Linked DNA regions of Mus musculus: regions 1, 3 and 4 are each linked to region 2. Evidence: chromatin contacts called from public Hi-C and HiChIP or PLAC-seq data. All regions are on one chromosome and are shown on one strand. The core of a region is the stretch at or near the end of the contact, and the rest is flanking DNA. Distances in the headings are between cores, read along the strand shown.

The links. A called contact is a pair of places that touch in the nucleus more often than the background predicts. HiChIP or PLAC-seq counts read pairs in DNA pulled down with a chosen protein or histone mark.
Region 1: a contact with region 2 is called in an H3K27ac HiChIP or PLAC-seq map of embryonic stem cells, with 3 times the contacts expected there. The contact joins two enhancer-like sites. A contact is called at or near these places in 1 of 484 Hi-C or Micro-C datasets (rod photoreceptor), 1 of 115 datasets of contacts at active chromatin or transcription factors (embryonic stem cells) and 1 of 9 other capture datasets (embryonic stem cells).
Region 3: a Hi-C map of muscle stem cells shows a contact between it and region 2, with 2.3 times the contacts expected there. The contact joins two enhancer-like sites. A contact is called at or near these places in 6 of 39 promoter capture datasets (the 3T3-L1 cell line, 3T3-L1-derived adipocytes, the SN4741 cell line and 2 more), 1 of 15 datasets of contacts at CTCF or cohesin (the NIH/3T3 cell line) and 4 of 484 Hi-C or Micro-C datasets (the N1E-115 cell line, cerebellar granule neurons, muscle stem cells and 1 more).
Region 4: a contact with region 2 is called in an H3K27ac HiChIP or PLAC-seq map of embryonic stem cells, with 2.4 times the contacts expected there. The contact joins two enhancer-like sites. A contact is called at or near these places in 1 of 15 datasets of contacts at CTCF or cohesin (the NIH/3T3 cell line), 1 of 484 Hi-C or Micro-C datasets (uterus) and 4 of 115 datasets of contacts at active chromatin or transcription factors (differentiating embryonic stem cells, embryonic stem cells, oligodendrocyte precursor cells and 1 more).

What each region holds. Positions count from the first base shown.
Region 1 is chr9:49,726,933-49,729,632 of GRCm38.p6, forward strand. The region is part of intron 1 of Ncam1 (neural cell adhesion molecule 1); the gene reads right to left. Among named protein-coding and RNA genes, the nearest start is that of Ncam1, 71 kb to the right of the region's middle. Within about 2 kb of position 1,424, at least 57 of the 459 cell types and tissues checked have an H3K27ac peak or open chromatin away from gene starts, as enhancers often do. A contact at or near this core is called in embryonic stem cells and rod photoreceptor, where this site is marked.
Region 2 is chr9:49,961,252-49,963,951 of GRCm38.p6, forward strand. No RefSeq gene overlaps it. Among named protein-coding and RNA genes, the nearest start is that of Gm25633, 140 kb to the left of the region's middle. Within about 2 kb of position 1,415, at least 75 of the 459 cell types and tissues checked have an H3K27ac peak or open chromatin away from gene starts, as enhancers often do. A contact at or near this core is called in the N1E-115 cell line, differentiating embryonic stem cells, embryonic stem cells and 2 more, where this site is marked.
Region 3 is chr9:49,814,991-49,817,690 of GRCm38.p6, forward strand. No RefSeq gene overlaps it. Among named protein-coding and RNA genes, the nearest start is that of Gm25633, 9.6 kb to the right of the region's middle. Within about 2 kb of position 1,446, at least 40 of the 459 cell types and tissues checked have an H3K27ac peak or open chromatin away from gene starts, as enhancers often do. A contact at or near this core is called in the N1E-115 cell line and muscle stem cells, where this site is marked.
Region 4 is chr9:50,123,121-50,125,820 of GRCm38.p6, forward strand. No RefSeq gene overlaps it. Among named protein-coding and RNA genes, the nearest start is that of 2310003N18Rik, 110 kb to the right of the region's middle. Within about 2 kb of position 1,286, at least 15 of the 459 cell types and tissues checked have an H3K27ac peak or open chromatin away from gene starts, as enhancers often do. A contact at or near this core is called in differentiating embryonic stem cells and embryonic stem cells, where this site is marked.

The DNA.
Region 1 (2,700 bases), core at 174-2,673, 230 kb before region 2:
ATGTCTATTGTGCCACAAGGCCAAGAGCAACACAGCAACACATTCGTGTGTGTGTGTGTGTGTGTGTGTGTGTGTGTGTGTGTGTGAGAGAGAGAGAGAGAGAGAGAGAGAGAGAGAGAGAGAGAGAGAGGCAGGCGTACAATTACTTAAGAAGACAACAAAACAAACTGCTTAGCATTCTTAGCACTGGGGCTGGGGCTGAGAGGCAGTACCTCCCAAGCATGTTGAAGCTTATTAGGTATCATCTACAACACCACAGAAAGGAAAATGAAAGTAACTCAAACCTCTTCCCACCACCAGGACACACTAAACCTGAGGTTACATTGTCCTATTCTGTCAACGGCAATCATGTACATTCACATAGACCCCAGACCGAACCTTTAAAGAAACCAAGCCAAATCTTGAAGAAACCAGGATAAGTTACAAACCTGATCTTCAACAATTGCAAATTCTAAGTCTCAGGGGCTTCCCGCGCCTTAGGGATGTTGAATGATATCAAACAAATTATGTCGACAACACTAACAATCTCAGGGCTGCAATGTGAAAACTTGGCTGGACAGGAGTCTTTGAAATTGTCCGGAAAAAAAAATCAGTGGGATTGATTTTTTAAGAGCATTTTTCTGGGGGATCCGCTAGGATTGCATGTTACAACCCTGCAAAACACAGAGATGGCCAACAGAATACACATTAATTCACAAAAGGGCCGCAAGAGAACAGAGTAATTTATACGACAGCAGAGTTGCAAAATCTCAGAAAAGATCACGCAGAATATTTGTGGGACACAAGGCTACCTCTCTATCTTTTCAATTCAAGACTAGAGGGTTGTACTGTGGGAAAAGGGCAAGAAGCAATTAAGCATACACACATTCATAATAGAAAATAGGAAATTACAAGTATCAAATGTATAACAGTATATTAGCATTAGGAGCATATGTGTACCTGGGTAAGCGTTTTTTGGCCTCCCAAGTAGTTAACATCATATAGTTTTATCATTATCATCGCCCATTTATTATTATTGGTGGTGGTATTGCACCAATATAAGAAAAGAGCCTCTCAAAAAGCCTGCCTCATCAAATGTCCCAGGGATCTAGAAAAGCATCTTTCTTTAAGAAGGCGGCTCCTGCAAGGTGCTAGGTACCCAGCCTCGGGTTTTGTTTGCCTTAAACTCATGGGAGCTTTTCAATTCTCCAGAGAACGGCCTCTGTTCTTTCCTCAGAGTTCATGAAAAGAATGTGTCCCTTTTCATTGAAGGTGAAGGGAAACTAAACCCGAAGTGAGGTCACAAGTGATAAACTCCTTCATTCTGTCCCCATATGGAATCCTGAAGCCAGGCCCCTCTCAACCCCATCCCATCTGCATGTCTGCTGCTGAGTTTCAAAATAACAACTAAGGCAGTGTTGCGGTTGCTAGGGAGACAATGACGACACCCACTACTACCATCACGAGGACAATAGCTACTACTTCTGTTGCCATTACTCCGGGGTATGGTGTGGAACAGGACTCTGCTCAGCTCGGCCTCCCGCAGTAAGCCCACAGCAGTACCCGTCACTCAGGAAATAGCCTATTTCAGATTCCGGGCTCATCCCAGGGCTGCAATTATTGCTCCTAATTCTAAAGCCAGAAGCAGTGATGTGTCTGAATTCCAGGGAGATGACTGAGTGGAAATGTTCACATCTGATCACCTCTCACCTACAAATTACTGTGTATGCCGATCTGGCAATTACCTCAAAAGTAATAGCAAAATCCATGCAATCATATTCCTTATTATGCTTGCTTTGAATTACAAGAGGCAAGAACCTACCTACAGAAAATTTACAGAGGGAAGAAAATGGCTTTCTGTCACCATTTTAATTTTAAATCAAAGCATCTCATTTGGCAAACTCTTTTTTTTCTTCAGTTTTTGAAAGATGTTGCTGATAAACCAGCTAAGAATAAGAAAACCATTAGCAAGTTTCTTCTTACAGAGGAACAAACTTTTACTGCACAGAAAACAAACCCTCAGTTTCCTCAATTTTGTTCCACTCAATCCCAACAGCTAGAACATGACCATTCCCAACACCTCTTACTGGGAAACAGCAATGTGACACATGGAATACAGAACAGCGTGGGATAGAGTTGAATCCTAAAAGAAAGGCAGCATGGGTGTGGTCACCAAGCTCCTTTTTCTGCTTCTGCAGGAAAGAATAGAACATTACCCAGCCTTCCTAACAGAGCACTAAAAAAGCAATGTGGATGCAGGTGAGCTAAACCACATCTCTAAGACTTCACATAGGTTGGCTGACAAGATGCAAGGGATTGTGGGAAACACAGAGGATGCAGAAGAGAGGAGGATGGGATCCTTGAATGGTAGTAGTAAGAAGCGGAACTTGCTGCACATGCAGGGCACAGTAAGCACCAGAGATCTAAGCGGGGGCTTGTTTGGGCAGATAACACAGCTTACCCAAACACACACAGAGCCTAGGAATCAATCCTAGCATCTATTATTTTCATGGAAGTTCGAGAGGTTACTCAGTCTATGACTCAAATTTCGATGTATTTGTTATTACAGCTAAGTCGTCATCATTTGTAGATTCTATACATACATAAGCAAACCCATTAAAATATAGGCATCACCTCCCAAATTGATCCCACCAAAGCCCTTTGGGTCATGCACAGAGCAGTGTCTAAATCCCACATTCCCAGCAGAGGTCAAACCAGGCA
Region 2 (2,700 bases), core at 165-2,664:
TCTCTGTCCTACCAATTGGACACCAGAGCTGTTCCATCTCAGAGAAAAGAATGAAATGGATGAACTCCAGCTCCTAGGATGCTTATGGCATCATAGAAAAGGCACGGCCACCCTCAGCCAAAGTCTGGGCAGAGAATAACTCACCAACAGTGTGACTGGGACCAAAACAAAACAATGACCAGGCAGTCAGAACCATTCAGCTGTTAGCAGAGAGGGAAAAAAAAATGTCAGTGGAAGAGAAAATGGCCTTACAACAGACACCGGAGGTCAGGTCCAGAACTCAGGTCATGCCATGAGGCTGTCAGTCCACACTCTGGTGGGGGAAGAGACATCTGAGCTTTCTCAGGTCATCCGCCTTTGGAAGTGCTCAGAATGGGTTCTGGCGTTGACTGGTGGCTGGCCGTCCTTCTCCCCCTGCTTTTCCAGGGTATGTAGGAATGCTTTTGTCTGTCCTCCAAGGGCATGGATGCTTCTGCTTCTTACTACCTGCTGCTGCCTCCCCCAGTTCTCTTCTGTACCTTTGCCTTTGCTGGATGGGTACCCTGTATCATTGAGTAAGAGTAAGCCAGTTCACAGCCTGACACTCCACTCATCCCTATGGCTTCTCTTGGTTTTGTTTCTCTGGGTTTGGCAGACCAGTTCAAGGGTGGAGACTATTTCCCACACTGTGAATGCTTTCTGGCCAGCCTTTAGGATTTGAGGGACCAGAGAATGAAGAGTTTCACCCTCAATTCCCATCTAGAATCTTTACCTCAACCTCCATAACCAGGAAGAAGTAGATGGTTCCACCCTTGAATCAGCCTAACCAACCCCCACATCACCAAATACTTTTGCAGGTTCCCAGCCCCCAGAGGTCAACCATTAATCACCCCAGAGAAGCCTGTTGCAGGGTTTGTAATGGAAATGACTCCGTCGCCATGGCAACTCTGGCTGGCCAGGGCAGGAGCTTCTCTTGGCTGCCTGGTCTTTCTGGGTCTTAGGTTTATTTACAAGCTGTGAGTTGCCTTCTGGTAAGAATGAAGAGAAGTTCTATCATGTGAGGCCTGTGTGGAAAAGGCAGAGGGTAACCATGTAAGCCTAAACTAGACATTCAAACCTGAGTCACTTGTTCGGTGAAAGAAGAGAGTTTTCACCATATCACCACCCAACTCCTTCTCAGTCTATCAAAAATGTCACAGACTAGCAAAACTGTGCATTTGGACTCTGAAGTGACTGGACGTAGTTTCAGGCTTTCCCTGCCGCTTATCACTGTGTGATTTGGGGTCAATTACTAAAACACTCATCTTCAGATTCCATCTCTCCACCCAGGATAGCAGCACCCATTCACTGAGCAACATTCAGAATTAACTACAGCAATTCTATAGTGAGAGAGAGAGGCAAGCCTTCTCTGCAAGGGGCCAGGCAGTAAATCTCCACAGGCCATATGGACTCAATTGCAGCTGCTCAGCTCTGCCCTTGTAGCCTGAAAGCAAAGTGCGGCGGAGCCCCATGGCAACTCGGATTGCTGGCTCGTCGGTGGCCTTTGTTGGATTGCCAGGAACGAACACGCATGAGTTCTAGAAAGGTACTATGTGCATAGATGATGTACATAAATGGCCACCACAGGACAGCAAGGACACATAGAGACACAGCAACCAAGGGATGAGAGGCCAGGGCTGGTCACAGTCTTGGCTCTGACAGGCTCCGTGGCCACCACTTATGTCTCCAGAGAAGCTGGCATGTACAAAGGGCCATATGGCACACTGAGCTGGGAGTTAGTTGTCCTCTTCATCTGGGGCCCCTCCCAAGAGGCTTGCTGGATAAGAGAGGAGGGTATGTGAACACATAATCCACTCCGAATAGTCAGGATTACACCAACCTGGCCACTGAGACTCTCTGAGACTCTCCAAGCTACAAATGCTACAGATTTTGTAGTGTGCTGTGTCCACTGGTTCCAAAGAGCCTATCAGTAGAGATGGGCCAAACCTATCCTGCCCTACTAGCTCCCAACAGCCTCTTTTAAAGACATGAGATGCTGTTTTTGGAGCCAGGAGGCTAGGGACTTAAGGTCACCTCTCTGTCCTTTTAGAATAATTGTCCCAGGGCAATTACCTGATTTGAGTTAGCCCTCCTCTCTGAGGCTGAGGTTAATTGGCCTCATGTCTGAGCTGAGCAGCTGTTGTCACGGAAATGCCTCTGGAGGAAGAATGTCCTGTTGATCTGAAGGAGTCTGGGCCTTTTCTAGGCCATGATCACAAATGTGACTACAAGAAAATGCTTTTTCCAGGAGCTCGTGCCTCACTTTGTCTCTCTTTAAAATGGGTCTATCCCTTTTACATCCTCAGCCTTCATAAATGTGTTTGGAGAAGGAGAAGGCAGCCTTGTGGCATCTATGAGGACAGATGTCTTTATTTGGATGACACCATGCTTGTATCCCACAATCTCAGAATGCCTGGCATCTTTCCCTATCACCCCACTCATTCCCTGAGGGAGTACTTGTCACTGACAGCTTCTTTGCTGGGGAGGAAGGCTTCAGTCAGGCCCGAGCACCACCACATACGTGTGGATGGAATTAATGGTTCATGGAAGCTTCAGAGGCAACTTCTGCTCTAGGCTGCTTAACAAACCTTGAGAGTTGTCACAGAAGACAGGCGTGGCCCTGAGTTAAAGATGAGAAAAATGTCCATTATGTGACAGTATTCAACCTCATGCCTACTTCCT
Region 3 (2,700 bases), core at 196-2,695, 150 kb before region 2:
TATTAAGCTAAAATAATCAGGCTTTTTTTCCCCCTTAGATCTGAGCATGGCTTTTGGCCTTTGTGCAAGTGAATAATTGAAATGAATGCAAACACAATGTAATAGCAAGATGGTGTCCAAGAACTTCTCAGGACTGTGAGTGTGTATACGAAGTAGGTAGATAGATAGATAGATAGATAGATAGATAGATAGATAGATAGATAGATAGATAGATAATAGATAGAAAGATAAATAGTAGATAGATGATAAATGGTAGATAGATAATAGAAAGACAAATAGTAGATGATAGATGAATGATAGATGATAGATAGAAAGATAGATGATAGGTAGATAGATAGTAGATAGATAGATAATAGATAGAAAGATAAATAGTAGATAGATGATAAATGATAGATAGATAATAGATAGAAAGACAAATAGTAGATGATAAATGAATGATAGATGATAGAAAGATAGATGATAGATATATAGATAGTAGATAGATAGATAGATAGATAGTAGATAGAACTTTTTCTAGTTAAGTGTTTGCACTATTGGTAATTTATTAAATATTGTTCATTTTGGTTTTGTAAATTTATGTCTTCATATAGCTCAGGTATGCCTGCAATATCTTGCAATCCTGCAAGGTCTCGTGGGAGTTGAGATTCGTGGCGATGTTCTGCTGTTTGCTGCAGTTGAGTGTAGCCTATAGTGTTGAGCTGTGGATGAATTAACGGTCTGTGAAGAAAAACATCAGGTTCATTTACGATCACTTCTTTTTTAAGCTGAGGAGGAGGTTTGCACTGATCTTTTTTCATGTTTTTTCTTCTTCCTGTCACCCCTCCCACCTCAGAATGGAACAAGGACCCCGCACTGCCTGGGGTACTGGGTCTCAATACACTTTTCTGTGCTTCATTCTCTTCCCATCAAACTACCGCTAATTTCTCACTGTGTTCTGGCTTAGATTCTCCATTAAGGTCAAATTGTCCCCTCCTGCTCCTCCACACATGCCCTGCTCATTCATTCAGTTCCTGAAAAGGGCATTTATTGAATATTTGTTTTGTGGGCCAGGCTGGAAGGTAGAGCCTGAAGAGAAAATAGTGTGCAGTTTTTGTCTTCATGGAGCTTGGAGTCCAGGGTGTGAGGATGGAAAGACAGCCCATAATCAAATAATCACAGTAATGCACTGCATACCCAGGAGGGCCTAAGAAGGAAATCACTGTGCGTGTGTGTGTTTGGGGATGGAATGTGCATTGATGGAGAGGTCAAGGACAGAGTCTCAGAGGCCAGCTGGGCTGCTCATTGGGCATTTGCCAAGTGAACAAGTGGGGAGAGGGTATTTTGAGCAGAGGGAACATTCTGTACAAAGGAATGTTGTATCGGCTCATATTGCTAGTCTGTGGCTGCTAAACTCTGATTCATCCTCCTTTCAGACAAGCAACATAGTTCTTTAAGTCTAAGAGGAAACTTAGAGATGATTCAGCCCGTCCCCCTCACTTCACAGATGTGAAACCTGAGCTCTAATGTACTGAGCTATGATGGATCCAGCTTTGACCCATGGCCAATACCCCAGCAGGAATGTTCGAGCCATTCAACATATTGAGCACCAACCGGGGGGCGGGGGTAGATAGCATGAACGGTGCGCCAGCGAACTGCATCTAGACTGCTTTTCTTCCTGCGGGAATGTGTGTCTCTATGGACATAGCCAGAGATTAAAAGCAGTTCCGTGTCAGAGGATCTAAGTAGGTCTTGACACTCTGCCTGGTGACCTTGAAAAGGTTACCCTTGCTCACTGATCCTAAGTTTCCTGTTATGTGAGTCAGCATACTAATTGGACCTTCTTCATGGGTTTGTTATAAGGATTAAGTGTGATAACATTTGCAAGGCACGGGCACTCAATAAATCCCAGGGTTCGGTAATAAAGCTTTAATACGGTACAGGGAAGTTAAGAGATGGCGGAGCCCATAGTCAAATTAAAAAGAGTTGTATGACTAATTAATTAACATTTCAATTCCAAGGTCTTTACCTGATCAAAAATTAGCATATAATTCCTTGAGAATCCCAGTTCTTTCAACCCTGTGTCAGGCCAAATTTAAATGGAGAGTCTTTCCCCCCTAAGGTCCAGTAACCTCCCACACTCTAATGAATGCTAATTACTCTATTAGTATCATGCAATCTTTAAAACTGATAGGTCTGAATTGTGTCCTAGAAATCAAGTGTTCCAGAAGAAAAGGGAGCTTCCTGATCGTATGTGTTACACTCTCCAGCCATTTGTCTTGAGATTCGTGTCACTAGGATCTGTGGGAAACTGTGAGATCCCACTATCGTGGGACCCACTATGGTGTCCCACTATTTGAAGCAATGTGAAGGAAAAGATAGCTTCCATACTACTAAGAGGAACACGAATGAACAAAGAAGATGGGTGATAGCTGTGGTTTTAGGTAAAACAAAACAAAACAAAACAAAACAACAACCGCAACAAAAAACTTGAAAATATCATCCTTCAAGAGGGATGGGCTGTTCTCTAGGTAGCCAATGCTTCCCGGCATTGGTGGTTCCAGAAGATGTGAGATCCACTATCTTCATTCTGTAGATGAGACATTTGACACAGCTGGAAAGCAGACTGAGTCTGGTACTTCTTCTATACTATATACTATATACTATGTACTATGTACTATGTACTATGTACTATGTACTTTATACTATATACTATGTACTATG
Region 4 (2,700 bases), core at 36-2,535, 160 kb after region 2:
GGTTCTGGGGGGAAACTGGCCCAATGAACAGTGCTGGGGGGGGGGGGGGAGATCCAAGAGCTGATTGCTTTTCTACCCCTGGAGCTCTGATAATTCCTTGCTGAACCTAGGTGGTCTAGCCTGCAGAGTGCAGTGAAGGCCACAGGCTTCTACCAGATCTTCCAAGCTCCACTCAGAGATGGGAAGTTCTAATAAAACACAAATCCTGATTCTCATTGGCTCGAGGACTGCGAAAGCCTGAGTGCACAGGGGACAAGCTATTATTGCTGGCAAAGGACTGTGCTGAGTCAGGCAGGGAAGCTAATAAGAGTCTACACACCAGGAGCCTCCAAATTCCCTCAATTTGGAGCCAGCTTCTTAGAGAGACAAAGTTGAAAGAGAGATACAAATATAGGGCCTGTGGTTTAATGGAGACTTTTTATTTATTTATGAATGCAACTGAATGAGAAGTATTGCAAAATACAAACATCAGATTATCTTCTCTTACATACTTAGTGGATAAAAATATAATGACATGAAATCCATTCTGTCCCAGGAAATTGGAGATAGACGGAGGTAATACCCATAGACCATCAAGAGGGAAAAAAAGCTATCTTGTGGTGTCATTAATTAAGCAGAGCATAAATATTTATTGATCATTACTATGTGCAAAACATTGCAGTAGGGGCTGTGTAAGATTTGAAAAGAATTAAAGGAGGCCTCCTGTGCATAGAGTTTTCTAAGCCAATGGTAGGGGAAGAGAGGGAAAAGGTGAAAAGCAATACTCATTAACCCTGCGGTTTCTGCCTGTGTTACCTGGACACCTTACGTCCACAGAAGGTCATTATGTTTACCTGTGCAGCAGACTGGAAGTGCTGGGAAATAACCCCTCCCCCTAGAAGCAGCCTTCCACCAACCACTCAACCCCGTTGCTACATAAATATCTCAGCCCTTTTGCCCCACAGGTGGGATAATTTTGAGCCATGGGGCTTTGTACCTTTTCCAAGCGTTCCCTCGTGGGATTAAGCTCTGGTCAACTGCTGTGCTGGTGGCTTAATAACTCAGCCTTTCTTCCTCCCCCTTCCCTCCCGTGGACTTCTCAAATAAATGATCTGCCCTTGAATCTCTGGTTCCAGAAGAAGGGTCTGAAGAGAAAGCAGAAAAAGACAAGTGGGGAAAGAAGAAGAAATGCTGCTGCGTCTGAGGACACAAACAAGACAGCCACCAGCTGCGTACTCTGAGACCCATCCCTGCGTCTAAGGCCTTTTCTACTCTGCTGATTGTTTAGCATTACAATGGTGGGGATGGGCAAGGCATCTGTGAGAGATCTGCAGTCAGCCTGACAGGAAGCCAGCTCCCATCCTCCAGCACATCACTCTCAGCTTTGTGGCCACTCAGTCATACTTCTCTTACTGCCCCACACCCCTCTGCTAGGTAGACTGCGCTCCCACTGGCTCACTATATAAAGGTGATGGGTGTGTCTGTTGAGTGGAAGGCATGAACCTAGTGGAGAAGATGCCAACAGGCCAAGGACAGCTCAAGGTTAGCTTTAAACGGAAGGAAGGATACAGCTTTACTGGGGGTTCAGAGGGAGGAGGGAGGGGATGAGTCCAGCAGTCTAATGGGAGGATAGAGATGTATGAATTCAGATTCAATGAAATCATGCTGTTGCATTGTGACTATCCATACTCCAAGAACCTTCCCCTTAGAGGGCAATGCTCCCCTCTGTGGATAGTATTAGTGTGGGTCTCTGCCCTGTCACCCACAGAGTTAGCATATGACTATCCTTGCTTCACCTCGCTGTGTTCCAATTGCAAACCCCCAGAATCTAACATCCAGCCCATGACAGTCAGTCAAACTCAGGCTCCTCGCAGGCTTCTCACGTCACTGAATGTACTTCAAAGGTAAACTCTATTACTGCATAACAAATTATTCCCAAAAGTGTGGCTTAAAATAACAACAAAAATAGTTATGTTGGGTTTGGTTTGGCATTTGGAAGCCCCTTGGCTGTGAGGTTCTGGCTCAGGACTTCTCACAAGGCTGCAGTCATGGTGTAAGACCTGCAGTTACCAGAAGGCATGGCTGGAGATGAGGACCATGCCCACATGATGTACTCACATGATTTGAAGCAAGAGCTTGTATTTTTATCACTATTGGCAGGACATGCCAGTTCCCCTACACACGGACTTTCCACAGGACACATTTTGAGTGGCAGTATTGCCTAATGGCTTGCATTTCCTCAAATCAAATTATATATAAACAGAAATAAGGTAACCCACAGTGTCTTTTAGACCCTGGAAAGTCATACACTATCACTTCCACAATATGCTGTTAGTCACAGGCATCTCCAACTCAATACAGGCAGGAAGCATCAAAGAGTGTAAGAACCAAGGCCAAACACCAGGAAGGATTTTGGAAGCTTGCTATCACGGTCATTCATGGACATTCAACTCCCTAGCACCAATGTCCTACGGTAGTCAGAGGCTGTGGTCATGGAAGCATCAGGGTGGATGCACACTGATACTGATCTCCAGTAACTTGTTGGGTTCTTCTCATTTTCTAAGCCTGCTCCTCCAGTCTCCTGTGAGTTCTTTTGGCTCTCACATCCTTACCAAGGGCAAAGTTAGTTTCTCCTGCTTGAAAACAAGAAGTATATCTAAGATAGATGGTATTGGTCTCTAGGCAGTGGTGGTGAGTTTATATGATAAGAGTTGGGGAGAA